3 separate regions of the Sus scrofa genome follow, and all the other regions are linked to region 1. The links are chromatin contacts, called in public Hi-C and promoter capture Hi-C maps. All regions are on one chromosome and are shown on one strand. The core of a region is the stretch at or near the end of the contact, and the rest is flanking DNA. Distances in the headings are between cores, read along the strand shown. Region 1 holds the start of EED (polycomb protein EED). Region 2 holds the start of CREBZF (CREB/ATF bZIP transcription factor). Region 3 holds the start of TMEM126A (transmembrane protein 126A).

Evidence for each region. Promoter capture Hi-C pulls out the DNA fragments that hold promoters and counts their contacts. Hi-C and Micro-C count contacts between places; a contact is called where the count stands out from the background.
Region 2: a Hi-C map of liver shows a contact between it and region 1, with 3 times the contacts expected there. The contact joins the promoter of CREBZF here to the promoter of EED in region 1. A contact is called at or near these places in 2 of 5 promoter capture datasets (fetal liver and liver), 4 of 47 Hi-C or Micro-C datasets (heart right ventricle, liver and skeletal muscle) and 2 of 2 datasets of contacts at active chromatin or transcription factors (alveolar macrophages and skeletal muscle).
Region 3: a contact with region 1 is called in a promoter capture Hi-C map of liver, with 5 times the contacts expected there. The contact joins the promoter of TMEM126A here to the promoter of EED in region 1. A contact is called at or near these places in 1 of 5 promoter capture datasets (liver) and 1 of 2 datasets of contacts at active chromatin or transcription factors (alveolar macrophages).

The regions. Positions count from the first base shown.
Region 1 is chr9:20,121,712-20,124,501 of Sscrofa11.1, forward strand. It overlaps EED (polycomb protein EED), which reads left to right and starts at 1,366. Exons shown (of 12, transcript XM_013979229.2): 1 at 1,366-2,741. The coding sequence starts at 2,628.
Region 2 is chr9:19,593,790-19,596,796 of Sscrofa11.1, forward strand. CREBZF (CREB/ATF bZIP transcription factor) reads right to left here and starts at 1,325. Exons shown (of 5, transcript XM_013979210.2): 1 at 1-1,325. The coding sequence starts at 1,012.
Region 3 is chr9:19,574,741-19,577,886 of Sscrofa11.1, forward strand. TMEM126A (transmembrane protein 126A) reads left to right here and starts at 1,559. Exons shown (of 5, transcript NM_001243592.1): 1 at 1,559-1,649.

The sequences.
Region 1 (2,790 bases), core at 116-2,615:
AGGATCTGTCTTTAGGGAGATGAGTGGGACTCAAAGAAATCTGTTTTTCAAGTACCTTCAGCTCAAAATAATATACCAAAGCAGCATATTGCATGTGGCATGTCCTGCACTCCGTCCCCACCCCTACCCACCACTCCGCTCCATGATTATAAATCTCCACCTAATCCTGCTGTATTCAGAGTTGAGCCCAATTTCTTTCTCCTCCTGTGACGGTCTTGACACTTATTACAACAGTCCTAAATGAAGTTCTTTTCTGTTCTCACAAGTGTCAGAATAATTTTTGTCTTTTTAGGGTCGCACCCGTGGCATATGGAGGTTCCCAGGCTAGGGGTCAAATCAGAGCTGCAGCCGCTGGCCTACACCACAGCCACAACAACACCACATCTGAGCCTCACCTGTGACCTATACCACAGCTCATGGCAACACCGGATCTTTAACCCACTGAGTGAGGCCAGGTATCACACCTGCATCCTCATGGATACTAGTCAGATTCATTTCCTACTGAGCCACAAGGGGAACTCCAGAATAATTTTTAACATTAGCAATAATGAATAAAACCAATTTCCATATATTATCCCTGACTCATCAGACACATTTAAAAGATATCTCTCCAAGTTTTAATAAAACTCTTTAAAAATATTTTCGCGTTTTGGGTAACATGAAGGCCGAAAGGCATTTTCCTTCCATATGTGTCCTTTACCCAAATGTTCAGCAATTTTCTAATTTTATGACTATAAGTGATTTCCACTTTCCAGCTCCCATTGATTCCCAAATACACAGAGTAATTTGGATTAGAAATGCCTTAGCTCATTATCCTTTTTTTTTTTTGGTAGAGCTATATTTCATAAACATCCTTCTCAAGAGACAAGCGGGGTATGTTTGTTTCTGCGCATGAAAATGTCATGCCAAACCACATCTTAGTTTCTCAGTGGTTGACTCTATACCAGTTTCATCTCTCTCTCTCTCACCAACTGAGTGCTTAGTAGTGCCTGGAATGTTAGGATTTCAACAAATAAATGCAATTACTATTATTAAGATATGGACTTTAATTTTTCAGCCTCATTTTTGTCTTCATTGCAAAAAAAAAAACTTATTCTGCCTTGCTTTTTGCTTTACCTTTTCTCATTCTCAACAGAATCCTCTCCCTATCTCCAAAAGAAAGAGTGATTTGCAATCCGCAGTTAATGAAACAGATAATATTCTCTATGTTAAAGCATCATGCAAAAGTAGTTCAAGTACACTAGAATTTAATAGATGGGGCACTCTCAACTGTTTATCCAACAGGCTATGTAATGAGGTTTAAAAGAGGAAAAAACATATAATATCACGCACCTTTCTTTTTTTTTTTTCTTTGTTGTTCAGTTATGTGGCTTAATGACCCATCTAACAAATTCACCAGGATCACCAATTTATTTAGCATCTGTCAAGCGCCCAGATTTTGATGAAATCTAACAGTTTTGTGGCCTGCACCTAAAATTTTATTGTATCGGATTTGCCGTCACTTAAGTCTCACAGTTTCAAACAAAGTTGGAGATGACCATTGATTTTTGGGCCTTGGCATTGTCCAGGGCCTTGATAACCCTTTAACAGTTAAAGGAGTACTTTGAGCTGTAACTCACTGGAGTCTAGGATATTATAGTTTTAGGATATTCTTACTTAAACTCTTCTCAATAGTAGCACCAATTGGACGAGGATAATCATTCATCGTAATAAATATTCACCAGAATAAATATTCATCAAAAAAAATTATGACGCATTCAGGGACTACGATTTGGTACCGCTTTGAAATCCATCTTAGGCTACGGAAACCCGGTGGAAGACTACCTGGTTCAGCAAAGACTTCGAAGAGGCGGGGCTTGGAGGAGGCGGGTCCGGACAACCAAGCGCGAGAATACGCCCCAGCGCATGCGCACCTATGAGCGGGTAACTTCCATTTGTTAGGCAGGGGAGGCAAGTGAGAAACAGTCTACAGTTTTAAATTTCTATTCTCACCCGAAAATGAGATTGTGAACAGGTCCATGAACAATTTGAGAGCGTTAGCCTCTGAGGTTAAGGTTATGGACACTTGCCATATACCCCTAAATCAAGAGGTGACTTCTCATCTCTTCCCCCGTCCCCTAGGATATTGGTGGTCTAGTCCATTCCACAGACTTTCGAGTCCTTGCAGCGGGTCGGGGATCGAAGGATTGGGCCAATTGCGACTGAAACGTCTTTGGAAAGAGGAAGGGGGTGAGGGGGCATCCTTCTGAGTTCCGCCTCTCTTTTTTCGACGCGGTCGTGGGGAAGGGGAACGTACGAAATACTGCCCTTGAAAGCCAACGGATCACACCTCTCCGTGCAAACTGCCGGGAGGGCGGCGGGAAAAGGGCAAGACGGGAGTGGGTAAAGGGAAGGATCCAGGAAGCCGCGCGGGAGGGCGCGCGCGCGCGCGCCCCTTTTTCAGCAGTGTGGCGGGGTCGCACGCACGCCCGCCTCGGCGGCTGGGCGCGGTTTGCGACAGTGGGGGGAGCGGTGGAGGTGGCGGCGGCAGTGGCAACTTTGCGGCAAGCTCCGGCCGGGCTTGCTTGACGGCGGTGTGGCGGAGGCCCCGCCCTAGGCGGCAGGAACCTGGAGGGAGGCGGAGGAATATGTCCGAGAGGGAAGTGTCGACAGCGCCGGCGGGAACAGACATGCCTGCGGCCAAGAAGCAGAAGCTGAGCAGCGACGAGAACAGCAACCCGGACCTCTCTGGAGACGAGAATGTGAGTGCAGTTCTGAGCAGTTCAGATGGGACTCCGGAGTGAAAGTTTT
Region 2 (3,007 bases), core at 75-2,574, 530 kb before region 1:
CCGACACCTTATCCTTGTCCACATGAAGACACACTCCTCCGGCTGAGTCGTCCTCTTCCAGCAGGTCCTGCTGCTGCTTTCCCACCGGCAGCGCGTAGTCATGGTCCCCGGCGGGCGAGTCTCTGAAGAGCGAGGTGGTCAGCCGCAGTCCCACGCCGCTCAGCCGGCTCAGCAAGCGAGCCAGTCCGGTCTCGTTGGCTAAGACGGCCCGTAGGTAGCGACTCTCCTCCTGCAGTGCTTGGACGCGCTTGCCCAGCTCCCGATTCTCGGCCCGCAGCTCCTGGTTCTCGGCTGCCAGACCCCGGACTCGGCTCTCCAGCCCCATCACGTACTCCTTCTTCTTCAGCCGATTCAGACGAGCGGCCGCCGCCGCCGCCTTCCGGGGACTCTTTGTCGCCGCCTGGTTGTTGTCGTTGCCGCCGCTGCTGCCGCCGCCGCCTCCGGGGGACTTTCTCCGCCTCTTTTCGCCGCCGCCAGTGTCACTGCCGCTGCTGCAGCCGCCGATGCCGTTTAGCAGCCTCTGCAGCAGGTCAGAAAAGCGCTGCATCTCAGCGGCCGCGGCCTCGTCGTCGTCGTCCCCTCGCCACAGGCCACCGCTCTCCGAGCCTCCGCCGGACGAGGAGAGAGGCCCGGGCGAGCTGAGCCCGGGCTCCAGGTGCCAGTCTGGCTGCCGGGGGTCCAGCAGATCCGCCAGTTCCAGCCCGGACAGAAAGTCCATGTCCTCCGTTTCGTCCCCGGGGACGCTGGCGACCGCCTCCTCCTCCATCTCCTCGGGCGAGGGCGCGCGCACGGCCACGCCGCCGCGGCCCCCCCTCCCGGCCTCCGACTCGCCCTCGTTTCCGCGAGGCTGTTTGCGGCCAGGAGATCCGGCCGCCGCCGTCCCCTCGTCCTCCGCCGCCGCCCGGCTCAGGTCCGGGGGCAGCGAGAAGGTCGCGGCCGGCGCCGGGCTCTCGCTGCGGGTTGGGGAGTCGCTGCCCGAGGCCGCCAGCAGTTTGGTCAGGCTATGCCTCATGGGGCCCGGCAGCGGGCCCACGTAGGCCCCGGCCCCTCAGACCGGGCCTCGCGGGTCCCAAGGACCCAGAGCAGGTTGCCGGGGTGCAGGCCAGAACGAAGTGAAGGGGAAGGTCGGAGTCACCTCCCGCCCCCACTTGGCTGGTCGACCCCCCGCGCTGCGGCGGGGGGGGAGGGACGGGAGATCGGAGCGGCGAGGCCCAACGATGACTCGACCGCGCCACCCAGACAACGGCCTGGCCGGAAGTCGGTCGATCTCGGCCCGGCCCCTCCCACCACATTTCCCGCTCCACCAGGGCCTGGTATCGCGAGAGTTCTGTGAGGTCGAGAGTAGGAGTAACTCCAGATTTCCAGTGATGTCATAGTAACAGAGGCAAAAATAACAACAAACCTAGGATTTATCTAAGGAGTGGCCACTCCTCTGGGCCCTCAAGTCTCAGTCCCTGTATTCTAGCTTCCATCTGCAGTAAAACCACTGTCATTCGAAATGATCTTTTAGATACACCAAATTTATGAATTTAAAATTATCCTGATGATCAGATTCTTCTTGAAAATTATTCTTTTCTCCTTTCGTTATAACATGTGATTTTTTTCAAACACAGAATACTGGAAGAAAAGAGAGGTAAATAAGTCTTTCATATATAATTTAATTTTTCCAAGTTTTTATTTTAAAAATTTCCAAATATACAATATGTGAATATGTATGTAAAAGAATATTGCAGTATATACTCTAATTGAACACTACTACCCAATACTCAGACTTAACAGTTCAACAATTGTCCTTTTGTCAAATGTGCTTTATCTGTATGTAAAGGTTGGTAAAAACAATTTTTCTTTTTTGCAGAATCATCCCAAAGTTGCAGATAAGACATACTCCCAGAATTTCATACTTTCTCAGAATTTTTCATCTATATTTGAACATTAATTCTTCCAGATAACTTTATAACATTTTCCAAGTTCAAAAATAAGCTGGAATTTTCGTGGAAGTTGCATTAAATTTATTAATTTATTTTTCCCAGTTACTTTATGCATTTTTTGCTACTAGACTAGATTATTTCTTCTTTTATATTTTCTAAATGGTTATCATTGCTACATAGGAAAGCTGTTGATTTTTTTTGTTAAATTCTTAACTGATTCACCCACTGAACTTCCTTGATAGTTTTTATTTTTAGCTTATTCATTCAAATTTCCCTGGTAGACAATCATATCACCTTATTGTACATAATGACAATTTTGCCATCTTCTTTGCAATACTCACTTCATTGTACTGACTAATAATGAAATAGCACTTCCAAATTGATGTTAAATAATGCTTTTAATAACTAACTTCTGTGTCTTATTCCTAACTTGAACAGGAACACCTGTAGTGTCTAGCTGTTGATTTGAGATGGATGTTCTTACCAGGTTATACTCAGTTGTAGGAAATAGAAACCAATTCAAGTATTTTAAGCAGAAAAAGATGTAATGGAGAGAAGGTGCTTACAAAGTAACTGGAAGAACTAGAGGAGGGGCATTAGGCTGGGTGATCAAGAATGCCTCTCAGTATAGGGTGGCCAAACAGGCCTGACAGGGAGCAGCTATTTCTGCCCCAGTTGGGAACGTTGTCAATAGAAAGCTGGAATGTTGGCCTCAAGAATGCTGCTGCTGCCAGTACTATTGACCCCATGTATTAATTATCTATTTCTGCCTGACGAGCTACTCAAGACCTTGAAACAACAATAAATATTTGCTTACCTAGTTAGGGCTTAAAATAACAATAAACATTATCTCTCACAGTTTCTGTTGGTCAGAAATTTGTATGTACCTTGACTATGCAGTCTAGCTCTGGAATTCTCATGGTCTTCAGGAAGAATTTGGCTGGAACTGGTGTCATCTGAAGGCTTAGCTGGGACTAGAGGATCCACTTCCAAGGTGGCTGACAAGTTGGTCCTGGGGGAAGCTCAGTTCTTTCTCTGTGTGGGCCTTTCTCCAGGCTGTGCGAGTGTCTACACTGGCT
Region 3 (3,146 bases), core at 309-2,808, 550 kb before region 1:
CAGTAAATTTGAGAACTTAGATGAAATGAACATTCCATCTCGTCTGGTGAAGAACTGATTTTTTGTAAAATCTCAACGTACTAAATTGCTTTTATTGCTCCAGAATGGCATACTGCAGATACTGTACAGCATGCACATTTATTAACTTCAAAATTAGCTTCAAACCATTAAAAATGAAATTGTGGAGTTCCCGTCGTGGCGCAGTGGTTAACGAATCTGACTAGGAACCATGAGGTTGCGGGTTCGGTCCCTGCCCTTGCTCAGTGGGTTAATGATCCGGCGTTGCCGTGAGCTGTGGTGTAGGTTGCAGATGCGGCTTGGATCCCGCGTTGCTGTGGCTCTGGCGTAGGCCGGTGGCTACAGCTCCGATTCGACCCCCTAGCCTGGGAACTTCCATATGCCGCGGAAGCGGCCCAAGAAATAGCAACAACAACAACAACAACAAAAGACAAAAAGACAAAAAAAAAAAAAAAAAGAAAGAAATTGTAATAAGAGTATAAAATGGAGTGTTGGGGAAAAAACTATTCATGCACACTGAGTTAACATCTAAAAACCTGGTTTTCCCCAACTGTTTGTTTATCTTAGAAACTTTTAATTGGGATGTACGCTGATCTTCTGCCGCGGAAAAGCACTTGTTTTCATTTTCTGGATCATCAACAAGCGAAGGATTGACATCTGATAAATCCCTCAGGGAAGGAGTTGGGGGCGGGGGGATTCTCCTCCTGCTCACTTCATCTATCAAGTTTTCCCTCTTCACCTTAACTATTGCTTTCTTCTTAGATAAAGCTCAATGATCTTCCAGGTAACCTTGGTAACGCTTTTATAGGATCCTCACACCTTTACAAAATAATCAATGATTGCGTTTCCTCTCCTGCTTTATAGATGAGGAAAGAGCCTGAGAGGATGAGGCTTGAGGCAGGGGTCTCCAGAAATTTGGTTCAAGACTTTGGTTCTTAATTGTCCTCAGGGAGCTACAAGACTCCCTCGCTCTGAAAAGTTTTCTTTCGCCTCATTCACCTACTCCTCCTTTTTATAAACAGTATTCTACTGGGCGGGGGTGGGGGGCGGAGAATGCTCCTGCTGGCACTTAAAGTGTTCGGATTTCGATGGCACAATCAACCAAACCGTAACATGGCACAAGAAGTTCAAGATCTAAGGGAGAACAGACAATCAATGGAGCAAAGAAATCTCAGGTACCTATCTCGTATGCCCAGGGCTATGCAGGTTTTTTTTCACATAGCCAGTGTCAATACATGAGACATAATCTAATGGTTAGGAAGTTTTAAGGAACTTACCAGAGGTAGATTTTCAACGAAAGAGACAACGAAAGGGGAAATCTGGAAATTTCTCAATTTCCGAAAGCTCTGTTCCGAGAGGCGGGAGTAGGTTGTAAGCAGTAAGTTCCCTGCACGGTAGCCAAACTTCATTGCTGGGAGGCACAGCACCTTCCCGACGAGGGAAGGTCCTGGGTGCAACCTCCCTCCTGGTAGCCCAATCACCAGCCGCGCGGCCCCCCAGTGCCCGCCCCGGACCGCGTCACGTGTCAGAAAGATGGCTGCGCCCGGGCGCGTTGCGCAAAGATTGGAGTGAACCTTCGCGTGGCTGAGGAAGACCAGAAGAGGCCCCGACTGCTGGAAGGAGAAAGTAAGGTACTGGTTCCGGGAAAAGGGGTGCAGTAAACCGCGCAATATCAAGAGAAGCTCGGCGTGGTGACGTGCTGTTCACCTGTAGCGCGGGAATGAGATCCCAGGACTTGAGTCGGAAGGGGAGAAGTCGGTTCTAGGGCACCGACACAGTCCCTTCACTTTCCACCCGAAAAGAAAAGGCCTTATCTTTAAATTAAGCCTAGGAGGAGGGGGAGAAAGACTGCTTGAATTTAATTCCAGGTTTACTGCCGATTTAGAGAGTCACCTTGACCTAATTTAATTTTGTCTATTTTAGGAGCTATCCTGAGCCATGAAAGGTAGCTAGTGCAAAAACCTTTTGAAATGTTTGTAATATTTAAACGTGGCATTGTCTTTGATAGGGACTTATTAATAACCGGGGTAATAACCGTGGCCTGCTCCTGGCTGCTTCATCAGAACTTTTACAAAAATAAGGGTGACTTTTAATATCTACGCCTTAGAAATGGCTAGTTCACAGAACCAGGAACCTCAACAATATGCAGAGCATGGAACAGAAAACTTTCTAGTGATAGCACTAAGCTGGACTTTCAAACATTTCAGACATATATACTGTACACTTTATATATACTAAATTTGATTTTTATATCTCACTCCAGCACCGCCCCTTACCCCCATCCCCAGAACACAAAATTATTCCTAATAATTAAACTAATATTAACTAATATTGCTGTAGGGCAAAGAGCCTATCATGTAACCAAGGCCCTCAAGAAATTTGCATCCAAGAAACACAGAGGTAAATTTCTAAGCCTACATTGTAGTACTTACGTTAATAAGTGCAGGGATATGAAATTTCAGTGCACTGAACATTTTCCTGGTCTCTCATATATCTACTGGCTACCCAGTAAATATCTGTTGGTGTGTAAATTAATCTCACAGAAAATGAATGATGAACCAAGAAAATTTAATTTCATAAAACCACGTCCTGGAGTTCCCGTGGTAGTTCAGCAGAAAAGAACCTGACTAGCATCCATAAGGACACAGGACGCAGGTTCGATCCCTGGCCTTGCTCAGTGGGTAAGGTTCTGGCGTTGCTGTGAGCTGTGGTGTAGGTCACAGACACAGCTCAAATCTGGCGTTGCTGTGGCTGTGGTGTAGGCCAGCAGCTACAGCTTCAATTCGACCCCTAGCCTGGGAACCTTCATATGCCACAGGTGCAGCCCTAAAAAAAAAAAAAGAAAAAAAAAAAGTCCTTTATTTCTGAACTTTCGCTTTTCTTAGCTCTGCTACCATGAAATCTTATTTAGTACTCTAAATCTTCAGGCTAAAATTCTTCATTCACCCATCCCCTTACTTCTTTATTCACCTCAACTAGTGCAGAGATAAACCACCCTCCAGTGGTCCAGAAGAAAGCCTATAGCTTATTTCCTCTGTACAGCCAGCCAGAATACCTTTTTTCTTTTTTTTGCTTTTCAGGGCCCCACTTATGGCGTATGGAAGTTCCCAGGCTAGGAGTTAAATTGG